2 separate regions of the Mus musculus genome follow, and region 1 is linked to region 2. Evidence: chromatin contacts called from public Hi-C data. All regions are on one chromosome and are shown on one strand. The core of a region is the stretch at or near the end of the contact, and the rest is flanking DNA. Distances in the headings are between cores, read along the strand shown.

The links. A called contact is a pair of places that touch in the nucleus more often than the background predicts.
Region 1: a Hi-C map of B cells shows a contact between it and region 2, with 8 read pairs. The contact joins the promoter of Zbtb32 here to the promoter of Prkd2 in region 2. A contact is called at or near these places in 1 of 39 promoter capture datasets (cranial neural crest) and 1 of 484 Hi-C or Micro-C datasets (B cells).

Annotation. Positions count from the first base shown.
Region 1 is chr7:30,589,692-30,595,242 of GRCm38.p6, reverse strand. It overlaps Zbtb32 (zinc finger and BTB domain containing 32), which reads left to right and starts at 2,301. Exons shown (of 6, transcript NM_021397.2): 1 at 2,301-2,331; 2 at 3,278-4,186; 3 at 4,374-4,447; 4 at 4,542-4,610; 5 at 4,723-4,887; 6 at 5,036-5,551. The coding sequence starts at 3,375. The coding sequence ends at 5,313. It overlaps Gm32082 (a long non-coding RNA gene), which reads right to left. Exons shown (of 3, transcript XR_003946734.1): 3 at 4,884-5,029.
Region 2 is chr7:16,839,727-16,845,304 of GRCm38.p6, reverse strand. It overlaps Prkd2 (protein kinase D2), which reads right to left and starts at 2,403. Exons shown (of 19, transcript NM_001252458.1): 1 at 2,272-2,403; 2 at 1,442-1,823. The coding sequence starts at 1,681. Strn4 (striatin, calmodulin binding protein 4) reads right to left here. Exons shown (of 18, transcript NM_133789.3): 17 at 5,333-5,564; 18 at 4,374-5,099. The coding sequence ends at 5,395.

The DNA.
Region 1 (5,551 bases), core at 1,052-3,551, about 14 Mb before region 2:
GAGCCAGATATTAGATGGAACCATGACCTTATCTTGCAGTTGCACTGGGGGAGGGTCTGCAAGGCCATAGCACAGCAGGGCTTCCGAACTCTGACCCAGAGAGCCATCGGGAGAGCAGCAGGGGGATGTGGCTAAATGTCTGAGGGATAAAGGCAACTACAGGGTCTGTGATCCTGGCTCTACTCTTGCAAGTCAAAGTGCACGCTGTTGGATCTGTTTCTCCTATCATTGCTTAATGCCAAGTGTCTGTGATTACTCTTCCATGGCTGTAGGAAGAGGCCAGGGAAGGGACCCCAGTGTCCCCAGCATAAGGGCTTAGGTGCAAAGGGCCCTGAAAATACCTCTACGGGCGCCCCCCCCCCCTCTCTCTGTAAGGGATAACCTTACTGTGGGAAGACACCAAGTGGGAAGTGGGAGGCAAAATGGGGTTTCCTATTCTTCAGGGCCTTTTGTTTACTCATTGGGGAACCCCCTGGCTCTTTCCTCAGTGCTCTGAAAGCCTACTGTCAGTCCTCACAGACTATCTTTGAGTGGTCCCTACTTTTTGGTCATCAGTGGGTGAAGCATACTAGTGGGGCAGCTGAGTCACTGGCAGAAGGGAGGGACTTCTTCCATTGGGTGATGCGGCTGCTGTCAGACCCCAGTGCCTTTCCCGCTACAACTTTGCCCCACTTCTTGTTTTTAGAGACTGTGTTTTTGTGTTGGAGGAAGGCTTGTATCTGTTTGTACATTTATCAGAAGGGCTGGCATTTAGTATGCCTTTTACATAGCAGTATCTAGTATGATCCCAAGTGCATGATGTTAGGAATTAGAAAGCTCAGAAGTGGAAAATATTTAACATTCAGAGGAGCAGATGAACACAGGGTTCCATTTGCATTTTCCCTTTCGCTCTGACTCATCTTCCCCTATCTCCACCCTACTAACCCTTCACCAGCCTCACCCACCGACACACCCTGTCTGATCTAGGAGGGTCGCCACCTGCCTGCACCCAAGCTAGAATCGGAGGGAAGGCATCCTAGGTCTGGAGGGATAGAGTAATAGAAGGCTGGACTGAACATCTTGGAGTCCTGGAGCCAAGGGGGAAAAACAGATCTGACTGTTCGTTATTGGCTCGAGGAGGGGCCAGAAGCTAGGGAGAAACCTCAGGGGACTCAGCTCATTCTGGCACCACAGCAGCCCAGCCAATGTCTGGCCTGTCTCTCCTCTCCGTATTTACTCCATATGTATGACAGATTAGACACCTGCCATGAATGAGAAGAGCAGCTTAGGATCAGATTGGTAGAATGGTAAAAAACAAAACATAAGTAAAATAAATTAAAAGGAAACAAACAAATTTGAGTTTCAAAGGCTTTTTATCCCTTCCTCAATTTAAAGAGTATCAAAACTGGGCGTGGTGGCACTGGCTGAGACAGGATGATAGAGATTTCAAGACCAGCCTGAGCTACACAGGAAGAAGACATATGGGGGGGGGGCGCTAAAGGTGTCAAAAGAGGTGGAAATCTCTAGGGACCTTGACCCCTTGAGCAGAAAATGAAAGAAACCCCTGGTTTTGATTTCAGAGAAATGTCATTTGTCATCAGCCCAAGAAAAGGAGATTTTTCTCTTCGAAGACCACCACAGGCTTCCTGGGGTTGCCCCCCTCAGAGTCTGCTGGGAGGATCTGAGTCACACACACCTAGTCTTTGCTGTGGTCCAGAGGACAAGGGTCAGTCTCATAGAGGAAGGGGGGCCTGATGAACTAAGCCAGGGAAAGGAGGAGCCTTGGCTTTTCCTCTGCCTGCTGCTTCCCATTCTGTGTTTCTATGCTTACACTTCTGAGGTATCACAAGTGCTTTTCCAGCTACTCCTTGCTATGGCCACCTCCAGGATGTAGAACTAATAGCAGCTGAATGCTGTGTTGTGCTCACAGACTGCTTCCTCATGCATGGCACTTCATTTTCACCCCCACCTCTGGACGAGACCATGACACTTGATGCATGAGGTGACTGAGGGAGGGATGACGTGCCCAAGGTGACTCAACTAGTAAATGGCAGAGATGAGGCTTCAACTCTTGACTATCCCAAAGTCCCTGTCACCACAGGTTCACATCTTTGACTCTACAGAACTCACAAGTGAATTAGACTGAGGAGGCAAGGCAGTCCGGGTTGTTAAAAGTAGATCTGTAGCCTCTCTTATAGGTCCTAAGCAGAGACAGTAAGCCACACCCCTCTAGGGGACTGTGGCAGACTAATACTTGGGATGACTGAGGACGGGGTGGAGCTAACTGGGGGTAGGTGGGCAGGAACCCCAGGAGCAGTAGTGAGCATGCGGTACTAGGAGGCAGCTACAGAGGTGAGTTACCATCCCTCTCCCCAGCTGTGCTTTTCCTCCATTCCAACCTTCTTTCTACTTCCTGCCACCCTGCATCCCTCACTCCAAGGTGTCTAAGTAGTTCCTCATTCCTCTCTCTGCCTCCCCCACCATGCTGCTTACTCATGGAGGGTCCACACCGAGCTAGGCCTGCAGGATGCTAAGACTCGCAGGCTATCTCTCTCTGTGTCATGATGGTTTTGATGTGTGATTAAAGTCTTGACTTGTTGAGCACTTTCTGAGTCTTAGTCTTTTGGCTTATGAAAAACAGAACTCAACCATTCTTTATCCTCCTTGTGAGAGGAAGTAGCTTCCCTTTCCCCAGTCTCTTTTTCCTTTCTTTCACTTCCTCAGGCATCAAAGCCTTCTCTAAAACTCTTGTGTGACTCCCTTAACCCACTGGATGGAGATCTCTGCTCTTTTCCAATCCCTTCTCAGAGGGTGTATTCTAGAAGCTTCAGTCTTGCAGAGACAATTGTGTGACGCCTTAAGAGTCTTTTGTCCTGCCATGTGAGCTGTCTTGATGCCTTCTCTGGCTTTCTGGGCTCATGTTGGGGGAGGACCCAAAAGCTGTCTGAGCTCTCTCATGAGGTCGCATCTTCCTCCATTCATAAATGCCAGGTTTGATGCAAAGTGTGGAAAAGGCCAGGCTGTTCAGAGGCTTTCCCTGCAAAAGAGCCTGGGGAAGCCAAACCTTCCTTAAGCTGGGTGTTTGCTAACTATACCAGCCCTAAACCCACTATCTGATACCTCTGCTAACTGCCTGGCTGTCGTTCTTCAGGCCCCAAACCTAACCTCTGGCCCAGTGTGCATTCTCCTAGTGTGGCATCCCCACAGCTGGCCTTTGGCTTAGTTTATTTGATTCATTCAGGACAGACAGCACCAATCTGAGCCCAGACACTCACTCTTTCTCCCTTCCCCTTCACAGGCCAGAGAGTATGCGGTTTCTCTCCCACTTCAATCATGGATCCCCCATTGTGGCTTTCCTCTCAGAGCCTGTGAAACTGGTAGATTAGCCAGGAACAATGCCCCAGACCCCCACAAGACTAATCAGCCCATATGGCTCTGATAGGTTGGTACAGTTAGCGGCTAGACTCCGGCCAGCACTGTGTGATACCCTGATCACAGTAGGGGGCCTGGAGTTCCCGGCTCACAGCCTAGTGCTGGCAGGTGCAAGCCCAAGGCTTGGCTGCAGGGGCCGGTGGGCTCTGGTTGAAGACATAAGCCCTTCCACCTTTGCTCAGATTCTGACCTTTGTCTATGGAGAGAGTATAGAGCTACAGCCTGGGGAGCTGGGGGACCTTGAAGAGGCAGCCAAAGCCTTGGGGGTACAGGCCTTGGAAGAGGCCTGTCAGAGAGCTCAAAAGGGCAAGGATGAAGATGAGCTGGATCCAGGACTGAAGAGGCACCAGCAATCAGAAGACTTCATGAGGGGCTCTGAGAGAGGACTTGGGAGTCCTGGAGAGAAACAGAAGCCAGAGAAGGATTTTAGAAGTAATGGGAGAGAACAGGAGATGTCACACAAGCATAAAGCACCCGGAGAGAGGCCTGAGATGGCAGGAGCAACTAGGATGATGAGCTCAGAGGAGGTCATGCGAGGTATCGAGAGCCACAAGGGCTCTGAGGAGAGTCTTCGTGGGTGCCCTGATCCCCTTTCCCCACCAGGTTCCCTCCTAACTAGCCTCATTCCCAGGCCCTGGTGGGCTGAAGTCCCTAGGTTGGGGGAGGGCCAGTCGGCCTTGTGGAGCATCTTGTTGTGGCCCTCCAGATACGGTGCTCCCTTCTCCCATAGTACCCCCATCACTGCGGCCTGGCAGGTCCGGCCTCAAGATCAGAGGTGAGTGAGAGGCTTAAAGGAGGACATCTAGGCAGGGAGGGAGTGGCTCCGGAGAGGCAGCAGTGATGGTTGGAAGGGTTCAGTGTACATTTCCTGAGTTAGAGACAACAAATATTGTCATCACAAGACAGGCCAGAGTCAGTTAGGTTCTCAGGCTTTGCCAAGACTGTAATTCTTCTCCACCCAGGATCCCACTGACCTTGAACCACTCCAAAGCTCTCTGGAGTCAGAATCAGCTGGCTTCCTCTAGCCCCACTCCAGGTAAGCCCCTCAGTATTCCACACAGGGCTTTTGCCCAGTGGCTGGGCTCCAGGAGTCCAGCCTTAGCAGGGCCCCTACTTCACTCTGTTTCCAGGATCTTTTCCCCAGGGCACTGAAACCCTCAGCCCTTGGCAGATAGAAACGTCTGGGCAAGGGTTCACAGGTAAGTAGGGTGAGAGCTGCCGCCTCCCCTCTCCTCACCAAATCGTTTAGACATTGTATTGATTCGGCCTCAGGGATTCTGTCTGGGTCACGCCATTTCTCTGTCCACACAGGCACACTGGCAACCTGTGTGAGTCAGGAGCGCACACTGAACTGCCCATCTCACCAACACCCTCCTTTACCCTCTCCTGCTCGCTCTCGGCCCTATTCTTGCTCTGTGTGTGGAAAGAGGTTTTCACTCAAGCATCAGATGGAGACACATTACCGAGTCCACACAGGTATGGGCATCCTGCCCAGTGTGAATTTATCTTTTTCGTTTCCATCGCCGGCCTGCCAGCTCCTCCCTTGCCCTATTGCTCGACGCACCCCTAGCTTGGAGAGCCTTCGCCCATTTCTTCCTTCTCTGGCTTTCTCCTCCACCTGTAGGAGAGAAGCCCTTCTCCTGTAGCCTCTGTCCTCAGCGCTCCCGGGATTTCTCTGCCATGACCAAGCACCTGAGGACACATGGGGCTGCTCCCTATCGATGCCCTCTGTGCAGGGCTGGCTGCCCTAGCCTGGCCTCCATGCAGGCGCACATGCGTGGCCACTCGCCCAGCCGGCTGCCGCCTGGATGGACCATACGCTCCACCTTCCTCTACTCTTCCTCGAGGCCGACCCGGGCCTCCAGCTCTCCCGGTAGTCCTACCTCCTCTGCTGCCACCTGACCGGGTGTTGGTAGCTTCTCTGGCTTGACAAAGAGTCCAAAGAATGAAAGGCAGAAGGGCTCAGCTAGGGCGGCCTGGCAAATTTAACCACAGAAGAACTGCGAGACAGGAGCTACGAACCCTTCCGGGACAAGCGAGTTGCAGAAGCCTCGGCCTGGCGAGCCCGAGTTAAAGGACAATTAACTCGGTGAAGATTAACTGGGGACTGTCAATTTCATCACTATAATAAAGTTTCCTG
Region 2 (5,578 bases), core at 1,154-3,653:
TCCAAGGCTCCAAAGACCCAGGTGTCCGGGTCCCAGCTTGGAAGTGGGCAGGAAATGACACAGCGTCGAACAGAAAGTGAAACTGCCCAGGTGGGGCACAGGGAAGGAAGGCAGGCAAGAAGGGGCCCAAAACAGCCCCTGAGCCCCTAGAAGAGCAGAAAACAAACTAGGTTGGGCCCGAGAAGGGGAGGCTGGGGATCTGAACCCTAATACAAAGAATTTCACTCCAGGGGCAATGTACAGGAGCCCCAGTCCTGCTTCCCACAGGCCGGCTAGGCTGATTTAGGAGTGGGAGGGGGCTGGGCTAAATAGACTTGGAGAGCTGGTGGGCTCAGCTTCCCTTGATGATCTGTAGAAAATCAGTATTGCCTTGCCCCGGATGGTGGCTTGATCTAGTAACACCCCCACCTCCCACCCACTTGGAACAGGGTTTGGATATGTAGCCTAGGCTGGCTTTTTTTCTAACTAGTTTTTTATCTGCTGGAAAAAATGGGAGGTGGCCCTGTTCCTGCTGTTTCTCTAGAGAGGAAGGATCTATTTCCAGGAGCCCGAGAAAAGCCTAAGTCTGGATGTTTGGGAATCCCAATGTGCTCCCATTATAAGATTATACATTCTGAGTTCCACCTGTAACTGTCATATTATTCAACCACTCAGGACTCAGAACTTCTCGTATATTCACCACCAGGCACTTGAACTACTGAAAAAGCATGCTCCTCTCTACCTCCTAGGGTTGGGGGATAGACCCGGGGGGGGGGGGTTGCTTGCTAGGCAAGTGCTCTACCAGCTGGGTTGTAAATTTTCCTAGGATTTGGGCATCTAGTCCCACTTGGTTCCTTCTGACCATGATACTCAAGGCGAGGAACCTGGATAGCCAAATCTAAGAGCAGCAGGAGGGGCATTGATTAGGCGGGGAGAGGGGTCTGCAGGGATTTTGGGGGGTGCCAAGGAGATACACAGGAGTGCCTTGCTCCTTCACACCCCATCTCAGGCCTGGGAAAGGATAGGGATTGTACCCCGAGACCTTGCTTGCCCCTGGCAGCTTGTCCACACACCCACTCACACATGTCACCCGATCACCATGGCCAGTATGGCTTCAATTTCTACTGTTTCCAAAGACCGGAGGCCCAGGATGGGCCCATCAGAAGAGCTCTTCCTGATCAGCTGCTCCCACTTGCCCCTTCCTCCCAACTCCACACCTGGTAGGCCCCTCCCTTCCTCCCTGCTCGCTGCAGAAAACAACAAGCAGCGACAGGCAATTTGGGGAGGCCTCTGGGCACCCCACCCCTATCCGGGCCTCTCTGAAACCGGTGGTGGAGTGAGGACACGACTAGGGTGTAGTGCCCCTCCTCGTCTGTCACCTAGGCCCCTCTCTGGCCTCCCAACAATCTCAGGCCACCTCCAAAGCCTCCTCCTTTATCATGAGAGCCCCCTATGCCCTCACCTTCTGGTCCACGATAGAACAGGCTAGTTGCTTCACATGAGCCAACTCTGAGGCAGCCGGCAACAGCACGAACTCTCGGGTCAATCCGATCTGGATATGGAAGGAGACCCCCGAACCCGGAGCCGGGATCTGAGGCAGCAGAGGTGGCGGCGACTGGAGATCCAAGCCACCGGGGGGCGGAGGAGACCCGGGCCCCGGAGAGCCGGGGAGTCCTGCGGGATGGGAGGGGGCGGCGGCCATGGGGGCCAGATCCAGATCTGCCGCCCAAAGCTCACCAAGGACCCTGGGACCTAGATCCGAGAGCTCTCTTGCGGTGGTGGTAAGAACGCAGGCATTTGAGAGAGAAATCTGTCAGGTTGAGAGACGCGAGGATGGCGGGATCCTGGGCAATGAGAGAAAAGGCATCTAGTGGGTCACACGCCGGGAGTCAAGAGAGCAGAGTTCAGAAAGAAAAACAGTGGTTTGGGGAAGGGTACCCAGAGATTGGAAGGTTGGAAGAAACCAGGAAAGAAAGTCGGGTAGGGCAGGGTCCCTGGAATCAAAAGACACTGCGATCCAAGGCCCCTGGAGAAAGAAGGCTGAGAGCAAAGCAGAGGGAATGCCAGGATCCGGTGGGTTTGACGGCAGGACCAAAGTCAGGGCAGGCCTGAAGATGCTCTGCCTTGGGGGTAGAAAACGGGAGTCTGACCAGGGATCTAGTGGATCGTAGGAACCCGACTGGCTCGGGGATGAGGAGGGGTTGCCAGGGCCAGGGCTGAAAGAAGAGACTCTCACAGGTCGTGAAAGTCGGAGGAAAGTTGGATCAGGGGCGGCGGAGGAGGGAGCGTTACCGAAGGCGGGGCGGGTCGGGGACAAGGGAGGGTCGCACAGCGCGGGTAGCTCTATTTTTCCCCCTTCAAAGTTTAAGTCGGCAGCGGCGGCCCAGAAGGAAGTCTCAGGAGCGATGGCACAGCTGGCCAATCAAAGCAGGGCACCGTGACATCACAGGGCGGGCCTTACTGGGACGGAAGGGGAAGGCGGGACCCCGCACCAGGGAGTTGGGGGGAATTTGGTGGCTGGGGGTAGGAGGGCGGAAGGGTCAGCGTTTCCTCTGCACAGTCCAGCCTGGAAAGTTGACTTTTCGCCGCAGTTCACCGCGGCACGCGAGAGGGGCAGGCGCTTTGTCATTGAAGGAGTGAGCTGTCAGACTGGCACGCATCCGGCGCCCACCGCAGGGAAAGGGTCGGAAATCGTTGTCAAGTCCGGTGGCTTTACAGTTTCTGCTACTCAACCTGCCCCCAACACACACACACACACACACACACACACACACACACACACACACACACACACACACACACACACAAAAGCGCGCGTCCCCAGCTCAAAAGCCCAGTATATAAGGTGGGAAGTCGAGGAGGCCTTAGGATGCACAAGAGAGCTTAATTTCAGGTTTCTCTCCAGAGAGTTGAGGGTACAAAGCCTGTCCCTCCAACCAAGGTGGCATGACAAAGGACACCACCACTTGATAGACCTCCTGTGAGACCAAGTGCCGACATCTTTCTGGCTGTGTGACTTCTCCACTGTGAGCCTTAGTTTTTCTGTCATGAGGCCGAAATACAGGTGGTGCCTGGACACTGCTAAAGTTGAGTTGATGTGGCTGCCTTTGATTTTGCAGAGGAAAGGGAAGGCACTGAAAACATCCAGGGGTGTCTGGGTGGGTGTGTTAACGGAATCATCCAACATGTGGCTGGTGAGATGGCCAGGTGGGGAAAGGCATTTGAAGCCAAGCTCACTGGCCTGAGTTCAATCCTGTACACTCACATAGTCAAAGGAGAACCAGCTGAGCTACTGTGGGTTGTCCTGACCTCCACCCTTCTCTGAAATAAACAGTAGTGCAATAACAGGAAATCTAAAAAGCTAACATCAACTGAGAGCCTGTGAGTCTGTGTAGTCAACTCTAACTCCATCAAGAGCCGTTCTGACTTTTACTCCAGTAGTCAGGCAGTGGCTACCAATTAGTTTTCACATCCAGGTAGCTGGAGCTTTAAGAGAGCAGCAACTTGTCCACAAGGGCCCCCCCTTACTGGTTCAGCGCTGCTGGGGGCAGCTGAGGTGGGTACAGTGCTGGCTGTCACCACATCCGGGGGCAGAGGCTGGGGAAGGAAGTCTGAGGCTGGAGTGAAAACCCAAACTACCACCTGGGGAAGTTGCAAAGAGGGACAGGGGGAGGCAAGGCCACGTGGAGCTCACAGCCTGGCTAATGAGTGTCCCCTAAAAACCACATGCCTACATGTACCTTCTAGACAGGCATGTCCCCAGCATGTTTGACTGCCTGCTTCTGGGACTCACGGCCCCCTTTACCCCGTGACCCTGGGGCAGGTCTAGAAGGCGGGGGTTGTGGAACATGCTGTGCCTGCTGTTTGGAATGTCAGAGTGGCTCATACCCTGCTCTGTATGATGGGACTCCAGTCCTTCCCCACTGTGGCAATGAAGGCCTAACTCCCACCAGCCGACATTAAACGTGGGTAAGGGGAGGGAACTCTGTACTGCTCTGCACATCCTGCCCTCTGCCTGGGTCTGGTGGGCCTACCTTCCTGCTGTCTGCCAGTCCAAGAGTGGGCATGGGGCAGGAAAGGGGCTTTTGTTCTCAGCCCCTGAGCAGGCAAGGGGTCTTCAACTAAATGTTCACTGCTCCATCCCAGCATCTGCTCCCTAGCTCACTGCGCGGGGGAGCACAAGTTGAGGGACAGGAAGGGGAGGATCATGGAGATGTGGCCATGTGCTTCCATTTCCACCCCCCCCACACATGTCACCTCGTTCCCCATCCCAGTCGACCACAGACCCCCAATCTACCATATATCCCTCTCTCCAGACTCCACTCAACCAAGGCAGAGGGAGTGGCCTTCCCCTACTGTCCACCATCCCCTTGACAGATGGCCTGGAAAACCTATCTTACTCCAAAGGGTTTATTGAGACAATTTTTTTCACATACAAGTTGGGGCAAAAAGGAAGGGGCTTATGAACAGGAACCTGAAAGGGGAACCGAGGGCATAAGGTGGGACCCAAATAAAGAGTGAAATAAATAGAGGCCAAAGTGTGGAGCAAGGAGGAGACTGACAGACTATCACACAGTGATAACGTGGGGTGGGTGCCATTAAAATCCCATTCCTTTATACAGATATACAGAGAACTAGGGGCACAGGGCCCACTCCACCCTCTCTCTACATCTCAAGGAGGGCCTGTGGCTAGGACAATGCCCCAGAGGAGTGGAGGCCCTTCCCAGGAAGGCCTGGCCCCAGAGGCTTGGTTAGTGTTGGGAAGCAAGAGGAATGGACTGAGGTCCAAAAGGACAACCTGGGGCCCACATAGGAGGGCCCCAGGAGACCCCTCTCTGCACAGCCCTTCATCTGATGAATGAGGGAGGGTGGCACTCTAGGAGGGAGCCTGGCATCTTCTTTCATCTTGGTCAAAATCAGATCCCAAAGGACACCCAGCCTGGGCTGTGTCAAACTCAGGACGACAGCTATGTCAGGAGTTGGGGTTGGGGCATGAGCAGAAACCCCAGAGGCCATCCTTGAGGGGTGACTCCTGGGGAAAGGGCCTTTAGCACCACCAGGCTCCAGGAAGATGAAAGAGGCCAAGACTCAGAGCCTCTGAAGGTGAGGCTGGGGGCTGCCTGGAGAGACAAAGGCAAGGCAGCTGGTTAGGACAGTGCCCCTCACTAGCTCCAATTCCTCCCTCTATCTTCTCCGGGAAGCCTCATTTATCCCACAGGACTGTGGGCTTTGGCACAACCCAACTGACAGGCAAGTGGATCATGGAGGTGGGGTGGGTATAGGGGTGTCTTCTGGGGCAAGGACACTGGGTGTCTGCATTCCTATCTAGAACACAAATGGCCCTGATCCTTACCTCAGCCCCACTGCCTGGCCCCGCTCCCTGACACTGTGCAGCCAGGGCGAGGCCAGGTGGGATCATACGAAGACCTTGGCTAGGGCATCAGCACCAGCACTGGCAATAAGTGCCTTGCTGGGATGGCAGGCCACTGCATGGATGGCCTCCTCATGCTTCTTGCGGTGGGCCGTGATCTCCTGCACACATGTCTTGTTGTCTAGGCTCCATAAACGCAGAGAACAGTCGTGGCCTGCGCAGGCGTGG